Regions from separate parts of the Triticum aestivum genome. Here region 2 is linked to region 1. A link is a contact called in public Hi-C data. All regions are on one chromosome and are shown on one strand. Each heading gives the region's core, a stretch centred on a gene start, on an enhancer-like site or on the middle of the called end of the contact. The rest is flanking DNA. Distances are from core to core; before and after follow the strand shown. Region 1 holds the start of LOC123188087 (glutamyl-tRNA reductase-binding protein, chloroplastic). Region 2 has its middle 49 kb from the start of LOC123191601.

What was found. A called contact is a pair of places that touch in the nucleus more often than the background predicts.
Region 2: a Hi-C map of leaf shows a contact between it and region 1, with 6 times the contacts expected there. The contact joins the enhancer-like site here to the promoter of LOC123188087 in region 1. A contact is called at or near these places in 2 of 5 Hi-C or Micro-C datasets (both in leaf).

What each region holds. Positions count from the first base shown.
Region 1 is chr2A:149,848,397-149,854,517 of IWGSC CS RefSeq v2.1, reverse strand. LOC123188087 (glutamyl-tRNA reductase-binding protein, chloroplastic) reads left to right here and starts at 3,713. Exons shown (of 12, transcript XM_044600123.1): 1 at 3,713-4,073; 2 at 4,211-4,276; 3 at 4,996-5,082; 4 at 5,611-5,709; 5 at 6,002-6,097. The coding sequence starts at 3,858.
Region 2 is chr2A:150,025,767-150,032,137 of IWGSC CS RefSeq v2.1, reverse strand. No RefSeq gene overlaps it. Among protein-coding and RNA genes, the nearest start is that of LOC123191601, 49 kb to the left of the region's middle. Within about 2 kb of position 2,232, at least 8 of the 8 cell types and tissues checked have an H3K27ac peak or open chromatin away from gene starts, as enhancers often do. A contact at or near this core is called in leaf, where this site is marked.

The sequences.
Region 1 (6,121 bases), core at 2,464-4,963:
GATATAAAAAATTATATCACTTTCAAATTTCCAAATACATTATTAATATTTTTTGACATCTAGGAGCATTTTTTGAAATCATCGATATTTTAAAAATCCGACAACATTTTTTGACATCTAGGAGCAAATCCGAGAACATTTTTTGACATCTAGGAGCACTTTTTGAAATCATCGATATTTTAAAAATTCATGAACGTTTATTGAAATCCAAGGACACGTGTCAAATTTATGGACATTTATTGAAAATCGAAGAACATTTTTAAAATTCATAAACATTTTTGAAATACGAATAAAATTTTCAAATTCATTAAAATTTTGTTTTGAAAATCCGAGAACATTTTTCCAAATTCTTAAAAATATTTTAAATTCCCAGTTTTTTTAAAAAAATTGGAATATTTTTTGAAATATGTGAACATATTTTGAGTTCGGAAACTTTCTGTAAAAATGTTGAACAAAACTTTCCAATTTAGGATTCATGAATATGTTTTGAAGTTTACAACTTTTTAAAACCCCAAACGTTTTTTCCAGTTTGGGTTCCTAAATTTTTTCCGAAGCTAAACAGACCGCCTGGCCCAGCACAGGGCTAAGGTGAAGTGCGCGATTGCTGGGGGCGGATCCTATTAGACGCTCTTTGTCCAATAGCAAGCCGACGCAAAGGGGGATCGGCACAGGGCCAGCCCACTCGAAAACAACGAACCTAGCCATGTAGCGCGACAAAAAGTGCAGGTCGTAGGCAGGAATGATTAGCCACAGATTATAAAGTGTTTTGAAATTTCAAACACGTTTTTTTTGAAAAAACTGAATAGTTTTTGAAACACGAACATTCTTCAACATTATAAGCAAAATTTAGAAAACATGAACAATCTTAACAAATTGGAACACATTTTGAAATTTTCAAGAATTGACTTGTTTAGAAAACATGGACAAAATTTTAAACTCTCAACTTTTAATAAAACACGAACAAACTTTGAAATGGTGAACATTTTTTTGACAAGCATGAACAAAATTTTGAAACTTTGACTCATTTTGAAAACATGAAGAAATTTCAAAATTCTGAATACTTCGAAAAATGCAAACAATTTTTGTCAAAGTGAAATAAGACCCTGTTTGGTGATCCGTCACTCCACCACTCCGCTCCCAGAGCTGTAGTTAAAAAGCACAGAGCTGGGAAACGGATGCCCTGCAGCTCCTCGTATTTTTAGGAACTGGAGTGACTCCGAACAGGACCTAAATTTGGAATTTTCAAACATTTTATGAAACGGGATTTTTATGAAAAATGAGAAGAAAAAAATTACAAAAATTGTTTGAAAACCTGAACAAATTTTGAAACTCTGAACATTTTTGGAAACATGAACAATTTTTGAAATGAAAACCATATTTGGAAAACATGAACAAAATTTGGTAACTTCAAACTTTAAAGAAAACATGAAAAAAATTTCATAATTCTGAACTTTTTGAAAATTATGAACAATTTTTTATAACATCAATCAAATTTAGATTTTTTGAACATTTTTTGTAAAAAGCAACAAATTTGCTGAATATGTTTAAAAAAATTGCGATTTTTTAAAAGGCAAAAAATAAAATGTGGACTTGAAAAAGAAACAAAAAATGAAAAAATAAACAGAAAAAAGGAAAACCGAAAAAAGAAATGACACAGGAAAAATAAAAAAAATAAAAACCTAAACACAAAAGAAAACCGTAAAGCCGGTTAAAAACAAAAAAGCGGTTCAGTGAACCTTCTGGACGGTTCCGAAAACCGGCTGCCTTGCTATGGGGATGCGGGCCGGCCAAATTTTCGCGTTGGGGGATCGCCTGTGCAAATGCTCGACAGTTTGACGCATTAAGCGTCAAATAGGATTTCCCTCGTAATCGGGCACCGATTGATGCTATGGGCGCTCGCTAGCGAGGCATAGCGGGTCGGCTTAACACCTGCTCAAAAAGGAAAACCGAAATAAGAATATAAGGGAGATTTTGGATTTGAACTCAGCACCTCACGTCTGCAGCCTAACACAATAAACCACAGGACAAACTTGCTTTCCAATCTAATTACAGAAAACAATGTAGTTAACCTTGATTTCAATAAAACATTAACTTAAATTTGAAAATTACTTGAAAAGTTCCTCAATTTTTAAGTGAAGTTCACAAAAAATTGAAAAAAGTTCATCAGTTTTTTTAAAAGTTTATCAAATTTGAAAAACATTCATCAAATTCAAAAAAAGTTCATCGATTTGGAAAAAGTTCATTGAATTTGAAAAAAAAACCATAAATTTGAAAAGAGTTCATCAAATTTAAAAATAATAGTTTTTTAAAAATGGTTATTTGGAAAAAAGTTAACGAATTTGAGTGAATGTTCATGGATTTTGGAAAAAGATTTATCGATTTGAAGAAAAAGTTAATGAATTTTTAAAAGAATCTTCCCATTGAAGAAAACTGGAAAAGGGAAAAGAAAAAAGAAAAACTGAATGAAAACGTCAAGGAAAAAACGCCACAAACTAAAGAAAGAAAAAAAGAAGAAAAATTCGTTTATTTCATAATGGGTGGAATAGCCGGGTGGTTAGTGCCTTTCTCTTCGATAGCAGAGGTACCGAGTTCGAAGCCGGTACGCTAACTGGCATTGCTGGGACCAAGTAGTTAGAGCATTACTAGTAGAACCCTCAAACCCTCACTAGCGTTTTAAGGGTCCAAAAATGATCTTTTTTGCACTTTTACGGGTTGAAAAATAGGGGCAAAGATTAGAACCCTCAAACCCAACCCTTATAACGGAATATTCCCCATGAACGACGTTGTCGTTGCGCGCGGGAGGTCGACGGGGCGGCCGCCGTCAACGGGGGCGACTAGCAGCGGCGGTCGCGGGCGTGGGCGCGGGAGTTGGGAGGATTTTTTCCTCCCGCGCGAGTATAACCGCCAAATGAGGGTTAGGGTAAGTTTTACTCCCCAACCCTTACTTTTGAGGATTGGGAGAGGGTTTGAGAGTTGGACCTTTAAATTTTTTTGAGGGTTTGAGGGTTAAGGGGTTCTAGTCTACGGCTTTTTTTCAATCAAACCTGTAAATAAGCAGTTATTTTTAGGGGTTTGAGGGTTTAAGGGCTCTACTAGTAATGCTCTTAACGGGTACGTCTTTAAGGGATACACCACTGGCATGCGCCAGCGCTTAGCGGCCGCACATGTCACGTGATGGGTGTACCTATGGAACATATTTTTTTGCACGCATTTTTTAGTCTTTTTCGTGTTTTTGTTCTGATTTTTTGAGTTTTTGGGTTTTGTTTGGGTTCTCCTAGGTTTTCGTGAATATATTTTTTACTTTCTTGCGATTATTTTTCCAGTTTTTGGTTTTCCTTTTTTTTCTAGATTTTGGTTTTCGTTTTTTTGTTTTTCATTTTTAAAATTTATGGCTTTTCTGGTTTTTTGTTTTTTCTAACCCGTTAATATGGATCTATTTTCGAAGATTTCGTTCTGCGAAATGCAACGGTGAAACCGGTTGGTGTTTGGAAGCACAGTTTTAGACATAAAACATTTTGAGAAATCGAACGAATAAAGAAAATTCAGGTTGCGACAAATGTCACACATGCAGTATGCAAGTTGTCACCATGAAAAAAAGATGAGAGTGAACCTTGCAGAGAATTCCTCTGACTAGTGATTTTGACGATTGCTCGCTTTCCGCCGAGTGACGGCGTGGAACAGGGGCTCCCCATGTCCACTCAGCCGGCCCATCTGGGAAGCATTCGCCGGGCCGGAGTGCTCTTCTTCCCCACGCTCGCGTGTGCGCCGTGCCGAGCGACGACCAAGCGGCCAGCGAGGCGCCCCGCTCCGCGCGCACACACACAACCCAGACCCACACACACCAAGGCGTGCACGCAATGAGGCCCTTCCTGCCCACGCCGGTGGGCGCCCAGCTCGCGTCGCTCCCCTCGCCGTCAACGCTCTCGCGACTGCTCCGCCCACTCCACCTACAAAACCGCCATGCTCACGCCATCCCCGCCCCCACCTCCTCCTCGTCGCCCCTCCTCCACCCTCCCCGCCGCAGCAGTGGCCGCCGCGGCGATCGCTTCCTCGCCTCCTCCTCGCCCTCTCAGGTCTGCCTGGCCTCTCCGCCCCGCCGAATTCTACCTGTTTGAGAATAGTCCCGGACCCCAAGTGTTCGATGGAATGCCTCCCCTGCGGTGATTGTGGATTTGGCTGATGGCGCCCCGCCGTTCTGTTTGTCTTGCAGATGGCCGCGCCTGCCGATGCCCCCGGAGGATCCGCGGACGCCTTCGAGGTGATCCGCGCTCACCAGGTGCGGCCCTTGGCCTTGGCCCTGCTTAGTGATCATGTAGTACTCTTTACTATGTGATAATCTGAGGACGCGATAGCTGTACAACTTTGAACACGAAAAATTGGGTGCTCTGCTCAGTATCATGGGGAATTTCACTTTCAGAAGCATGTGTTGAGTATATGTTAAGGAGTCTGATAGATTATCAGGAGGATTAAACAGTAGTCTGGAATAGGCTTAAACTTATGGACCCCCTTAGCTGGCGAACGTTTACCATGAGGTAGTCGGTGCTTTTCTTTTCAGAACCATGTGCTTGGTACGTGTTTATGGGGACGGATTAATTACCAGGAGGGTTACTGTGAAATGGGCTTAAAATTGTTCCCTGGTAGTGATTTTCTTCAACAATTAGTATGACGTTCATCATCAACAATTAACAACGACATGCAGAGTTTTCCTCCACGATAGTCAACATATTCCAATATCGTGGGAGTTTTTTTTATCTAACCACCATCAACCGGATCAACTTTGCAAAATATGCCATTTTCTGTTCCTATTAGATATTTGAATGATCAGCCTGTGGAACAAGTACATGCAACATTTATGACAGCTCTGAACAAATACCTTAACTAACAAGTTACAAAGTTGTCTTGGATTTTAATTAAGAGGAACTCTAAACATTGTAGGTTTTAATCTTTTGCCATCTCAAGGTCTTTCTTATTCACTCAACATCATCATGATTATAGGTAAAAGCTGCCCGGCTTCCTCCTGTTGAAGAAATACGAACCATTCTGGACCAAAGTGTCAGAGGTGTTCTGGCTACCCATTCTCAGGTATGCTAGAAGCATTCTTGTATTTGCAGTCTAGTGAGCATGCATTTGCCAGTCTTTTCCTGTGTCGTCTTTTTTAGAATTCTATTGAAACTGGTGAGTACTGATTGCCATGTGGATATGTAAAGGGCGGGCCTGATATTTTTTCCATTAACAGCTTCTCTTGATTATTCAAACTTAACTTTTTTGCTTAAACCTGCTTGATAACTCCACTTTTCACTTCTCGCTGAAATGTGGCATGTGCTTGGCAAGGTACCTGTCAGATATTTAGTACTCCCTCCGTAAACAAATATAAGAGCGTTTAGATCACTATTTTAGTGATCTAAACACTCTTATATTTCTTTACGGAGGGAGTACATCGTGATATGTAGCTTTTTACCATGCCATACTGGCTGGGATTGTCACCTTCCAGTGTGTGCCTTTTCTGCTTTGTGAATGGCAAAGGCAAATTATATTTTTCTTCTATCTCCTTCTATTGCCAATTGGTTGATTACAGGAAAAGAAAATTATAACATGTCATTCTGTTAACAGGAACATGTGGGTTATCCATCTGGTTCAATGGTTGATTTTGCGTGCGATCAAGATGGTTCCCCCATATTAGCAGTGAGTAGTTTAGCAGTTCACTCAAAGGTATGCCAGTATTGTGCTCTCATGATTATGTATACATGTAATACTACCTGTCGACACCGTTCTACACGCATGACCCTATGCATTTAGTGACTTAACTCAAACACACATGATAACACTGACAATAGCAGGAGTACTGACACATAAACACGGACATAAAAAACAAAATGGACAGACATGAAAAATATAAAAGGCATGGACAGTGTTCTATGAAAAGAATAGGGTGCTGGTCTATAATCTACTAAATTCACAATAGCTTCTGATAGTTATGTCTTTTGTTGCCACCATTTTGCAGAATCTTGCAGGAAGTACTAAATGCTCACTTTTGGTTGCCAAAGACCCAGAGGACAGAACAGATACTGTAATCACTGTATACGGCGATGCTACACCTGTAATTCCCTCCTATCACTTGCCC
Region 2 (6,371 bases), core at 983-3,482, 180 kb before region 1:
TGTGGAATGATTAAACTCAGGTACGTATATTTCATTTATTTGTATAATAATTCTAATATGGTGCAGATTCACTGACTATAGTCAGGAATTGTTTTCAACACATGTTTACACATGGAACTTCATTTATTGATTAAATATGTTTCAGCCAAGTGAGAGATGTTGGATAATTATGTGGCTTTCAACATTTATTCAACATGACTATTATTTATTTAAATCAACTTGGAATTATTCATATTATTAATATTTGTGACGGGGAATAACTGATGCGGAATTTCACTCGAGGAAGTAAAACTCGAGGTGCCGAGGACGACTGTGATGGAATACAATAGAGGAATTAATAGGGATCGACTCTACTGGAATTTATATGTACGTATGTATTTTCCTGGGACATCACAGGGTGGAAGAGCTGGGTTTGTTTTGCAGGATCGGCTCTGCAGGCTGTTGACCCACATGCTTAAGATTGGAAGTTGATCTCACATATACAATCTAATCATGCACATGACTCACACATGTGTGCTAATGACTAATATATTTAGACTCGGAAAACCGGCATGTTTTATCGTGGTTGGTAACATTGCCTAGGAGTTGTACGGATCTTTCCGGAAACAGGTGGAATAATAAAACGTCTAGAAGTGGAGTCTATAAATAGGTCCCTACCCTTTAACCTCAATATGCATTGTGAGCGGCACCACGAAAAAGGCAGAGGAATTAAAGGGTAGACCGCATAGCCCACAATTTTCAACATGGGCGTCGTCCAGTTTCATGTTTACAATCGGGCCGGGCTTACAGTTTTCCAGCCTGACGCCTGTCGCCCTCCCTTTCCTCCCAAAAATGAACTTATACAGACAAAAAAAAATGAACTTAGACGCTCAGGCCATTATTCTTCCTGGGCAAACACTAAGCGCAAATTTTTTGACAACAAACACACGAACGGTTCAACTGCGCTGTAACTCAGCGAAACGCACGGTTCGGAGTTCAATTCACCATCTTACCGTTTGCATGATACCGTTGGTGCGTCGTCGCAGAAAATGATACAGTTGGTACGGTTGCCCTACCTCGACAACTCAGCTGTGGACCGATGCTGAGCAGCTGCACATGGCGGCCACATGGTCCAATCATTCCACCCTTCGGATCGCTCACCCAATTAACAACCTGGCGTCTCCAAACAAACCTTCCAAGTAGTACATGTACGTACCACACAAAAAATGAGAAAAATCCCCGAGACTGTTCTTCAGAAAACAGAAGAGGCCTATTTGGTTTCCAAATTGCATTGCTCGAAGATCTTAATTCATTTTTCACCTCTTCGTACGACACAGAAGCCAGCAGTTCCGTGTTTGAATAATTGATGTTTTGCCGGTCGCAAATGCGGAGCGTGCATCAAATCGATCTTCATATGGCAAATTTGACGTTGAACAGAGTTAATTTGGTACTTTAGTTTCATTTGTATACTGAGGTTTTTTAGCACGAAATTTCCTGAAGGAACATTTGGTGATGCGAAACGCAAAGATTCATCATCTCAACAGCATGCATGCATCAGAACAGTCAAGACTTGGTGTTTAAGCTGGAGAGAAAGAATCAAATAAATGGTCTCATTCATAGCAAGAACAAGAGAGTAAGTACATGATCACCAACACAAAGAATGGCACGCCGGCGCACGCACGTACTCGACACCTCCCACACCACCGCGACCCATACATACACGCACGCACGCGCCCACACCTCACACCCCGGCACGAACACACGCACACACACCAAGAACAATAAACCAAGAAGGACAAGACCAAGAAGGGTCACACGCCACGCTACGGAGAGTCGACGACGGATTTAGCAGAAGAGGTATCCGAAGGCGGCGGCGGCGAATGAGGCCGCGGCGAGGGGCACGGCGGCCGCGGCGTCGGAGGCGGGCGCCGGGGCCGGGGCCTCGGCGGCGGCCGCGGAGGCCACGAGCGCGGCGGCCATGGCGGCGACGGCGACGAGCTTCATCCTGAGACCGGCCATTGGCGACTTGACTTGGTGGTTCCTGGTGCTGGGAGGAGGAGGCCGGAGGGGGTCTCTCGCTGCTGCTGCTTATTCGGCTGTGAGATCTCTCTAGGGGGGAGCTAGAGAGATGCTGCACGCGGATGAGGGAGAGGGCTTGAGAGTGGCGGCTTGGGAGGTGGGAGGGAGAGGAGGGCGGGGGTGCGGCTTATATAGCGGCGGGGCGGGGAGGTCGCGTAGGGTTGTGGGAGGAAGGGGAGAGGGGTACGGCTGGCCGTCTGTTGGGTTGGGTTGGGTTCCGTCCGGGCGTGCCGCGTTTGGTGGCCGGTTGAGCTGGCGTCCGTTACCGTTGCCGCCGGGATCCTCTCTGACCGCGCCCGTTGGAGCGCGTCTCCGGGTCTCCGTGTGTGTGTGTGTGTTGGCTCGGCGTTCATCGACGTGCGCGCCGCGCTTCCGGGTTTCTTCCTTGAATTGGATGCGTGTTCTTGGATGACTTGAGGGGGGAATTTCTACTTACTCCATGATAAGTATGGTTGGCACGTCTATTTTCCAATAACATCAGCGACTTGGAGGCCGTGGAGCACCAACGAGCACGCACTTCACATTTGCATGTCGTCATAAAAGTTAGTATTGACGTGCCAGTAACAAGAAGTACCAGTTATAAACACGGAGAGCCTAGAGGCGAAGACTTTGGTCGTGTACGCCTTATTAAATGGCTTTTGAGTAAAATGCGGACCGGTCCAAGTATTATTATCTCTCGAATTAGGTTTTCGCCTAACATATTTACATGAGTTTTATATGGTTTTAGTGCATTTTTATAATGTTTTTATGGACTAACATATTAATCCAGCGTTCAGTGTCAGTTACTGTTTTTTTTGCATATTTTTTGTTTCGCGAAAAAAACATACCAAACAAAGTCCAAACACAATAAAAAAATTACGATGATTTTTTGGAATGAAAGAGACCCAGAAAATTTCGGGGGGAGGGGGAGCCGGAAGGTGCCCGGGGGGACACAAGCTCAGGGGGCGCCCCCTAGGGCATGTCGACCAAGCTTGTGGGCCCTCGGTACTCCATCCGGTGTGAATCCAACGCAAAAAATCCTATAAATACAGAAACCCCCGTAAAGTAACATAGAACTTCTCCTCCGCCGCCGCAAGCCTCTGTACCAAAGTGAGTTCATCTTGAGCCTTTTTCCGACGCCCTGCCGAAGGGAGAAGCCATCACGGAGGCCATATTCATCATCCTTGTTGTGCCTCCATGGCGATGCCTGAGTAGTTCATCCTCGGGGCCGAGGGTTTGTACCCGTAACTATGTGTTTGATCTCTCTCTCTCTCTCTCTCTCTCTCTCTCGTGTTCTTGATTTCGCATGATCTTCATGTATCATGATTTTTATCAATATAATTGGATCTTATGATGTTTTTCTCCTCTATCTCTTTTTGTGGTGAATTGAGTCTTGCTCTTTGAAGTTTTATGTTGGATTGAATATTTTGGATTTGAGATCACTTGGTGCATGTCTAACTCATGGATTCCCGTGGTGACATTGGCGTAATTTAGGTGACATAAGAGTTGATTGATATGTATCATATGATTGATACGTATCATAAGAGTTAATTTAGGTGGCAAAGAAGAGAACTATGTGCGACACTTTGGGGGTGGTTCAATAGATTAATTCGAAACACAATTTTGAGGTGGTTTACTACCTACGTGATTTCATCCTACTTTCTTCGATAGGAATAGAGACTTTGAAGTGATTCTTTGCCGCACCTTGAGGGATTATAATATGATTCAATTATGTTAGTAATGTTGAGAGACTTTTTTTATGGGAAAGCCTTCATGGCTAGCTTTATTAACTCAAATCAAACTTACATCATTTGCTAACAAAGGAATACTAAAGCTAGAGGTGTATCCAACCACAAAGTCGGTGGATTACTCCTCCCAAACCTAGCTATCTCATGAGCAACCATGTTTGACTCCCTGTTACAATGTTCAACAAGTACCTTCCTGAAATTTGAAAGTAGACTTCGACATTCTGTAGCGATCCGACCTGAACGGTCAAATCTCTATGCATAAGTGTCATCCCTGGATCGGTAATGCTGACACACACAGTACTTGAAGGATTTATAACATAGTAGCAACCACACACCTATTACATCAAATGTCTCAAAAGAGAACTTATTACAGTAAATAAGGCTTAAGGCCATCTAAGTAAGATAACAACGGAAGGCTTGGAAGATAAAGTGAGTCCATCAACTCCAACGGCATAGCTGAGTGCACGACAAACGACCTATAGCACCTTACTCGTCGTCTGAAAAGTCTGCAACATGATATGTTGCAGCCGGAAATGAGTCAGCACATGGAATATGCTGGCAATATAACATAGTAGAGCAATGAATGGATAAATGCTATCACTACATGCATTTATGGCTGGTGGAGGCTCTATGGTTATATTGTTTTGCAAAAATCCATTTTTTTCCTACAACAAAGGAATATGTTTTATTTAACTATCAAGGTAGTTGAAACATCATTGAGCAGGTTCCTCCAACTCAATCCCAATTAAAATAGCCATTAACACCCGTCAAATTAATTTAGAGTGATGAGATCAAATCAATAATTCAAGTACCAGATACTCAAGATGTCCATAATCGGGGACACGGCTAACCATGATTAGTTTATACACTCTGCAGAGGTTTGCGCACTTTTCCCCACAAGACTCGATCTCCTCCATTGGATTTCTCGCACTACAAGGTGTTTGAGAAATGGATGACCGAGACACAGTTTTTCATAAGCATTAACTCTTTACCTTGGGTGGACAGTTACATCTACTTTCCCCTACATCTGCTAGCCCACCACTGAAAGAGATCACGCAACATACTCAACTATGCCAGAGCCCATAATGGCTTGTGGTTGCACACGAAAGTTTTTAGCATGAATAATCTTATGATCCCTTTGAGCGTGGGTGGCGAACCGTAGGATGATCACATGGGTACTCCGGGATATCCTTGGACAACACTGGATTCTCCAGGTGCCCACAAGAAATCCACCCAGATGTGTATTAAAATTACCACCTTAAGTTGAACCATTAATTAACAACTCACATCTGTCATGGTTACACTCAAACCCAAACCACGTCTACGGGCATAGCATGACAATATAAGCATAGCATAGAAGTAACTCCCAAGGGTTTGATAATAAAACAGGTAATAGGTTCTACCTCATCAACTACTTCCCAGACCCACATGTTAAGAGATCCTACTCATGCAATGTGTGAGGGTTGAAACTAATGCGTAAAAACTGGGTAATAAAGGGGTATGATCAAAGTGTTACTTGCCTTGTTGACGATCTACAAATCCTAGAGACTCGTAGTAGCACGCTTCGCACTCTGGGAATTCTAACACAAACAAATAATAGCATACATAAGCACTCAAGTAAAGATGCACGGATAAAACTCAAATAAAAAGATCTAACCAGAAAGTTCAACTGAAGAACTCCGGTTTGCAAAAAGAATCAAATCAAACGGAGCAACGAAACTCAAACTACGAAAGAAACAAGATCCATTTACTAATCTAGACTAAAGTCAAATTTTACAGTACCAAAATCTTGTTCAAGCTGGTTAAACAGAAAGAGGACTTCGAGACGAAGATCTAGGCGCTTGTTTCACCTGATTTGGATAAAGGAGCAAAAAGATAAACTAGAACGAAGATTAGGGCAGAAATCATGATCGAAATAATCGCGGAAAACCCCTGGAAAATAAAACAAGACAACAGGCTAACGAACGAACGTTCGCTGTCTGCGGCTAACTGATGAACAACATTCGTTCAAATGAACGTACGGACGAACGTCCGCTAAATAACTAAACCTAAAAAAACCCGAACCGATCTAAAAAACGAATCTAGGGATCTATAAAAAACGAACGGTTCTCAGAGAAAAACCGAGGCGGCGGCGGTTTCTACCTCCGGAAAGTGGCGGCGGCGACTCCGGCGGTCGGCGGCGGCGGCGCAATGGGGAGGCGGTGGCGGGCGGCGGTGGCGACGCGACGGGGAGGCAGCGGCGGTGGCGACGCGACGGGGAGGCAGCGGCGGCGGCGCTAGGGTTTCGGGGCGGGGCTGGCGGCGCGGCGGGCTTCGAGCCTTGCCCTTTAAAGGCCGGGCGGGCGGTGTCCTGGTCGGGCACGGCCCGTTAGGTCGGTGCATTTGTTTTAAAAAATATATAATCCTGACGCGGAAAAACAAATAAAAGAAATACTAAACAGAGTCCAAAAATCCTGAAAGAAATTTTCGCGGTCCTCTAATAATATTTTGGAGAAAGTGAACATTTATTTGGGCCTCTAATGCAATTTTGAAAAACACATATTTTTCCTAATTCAAACAAAATAGCAATAAAAGTCAAAAAAATAT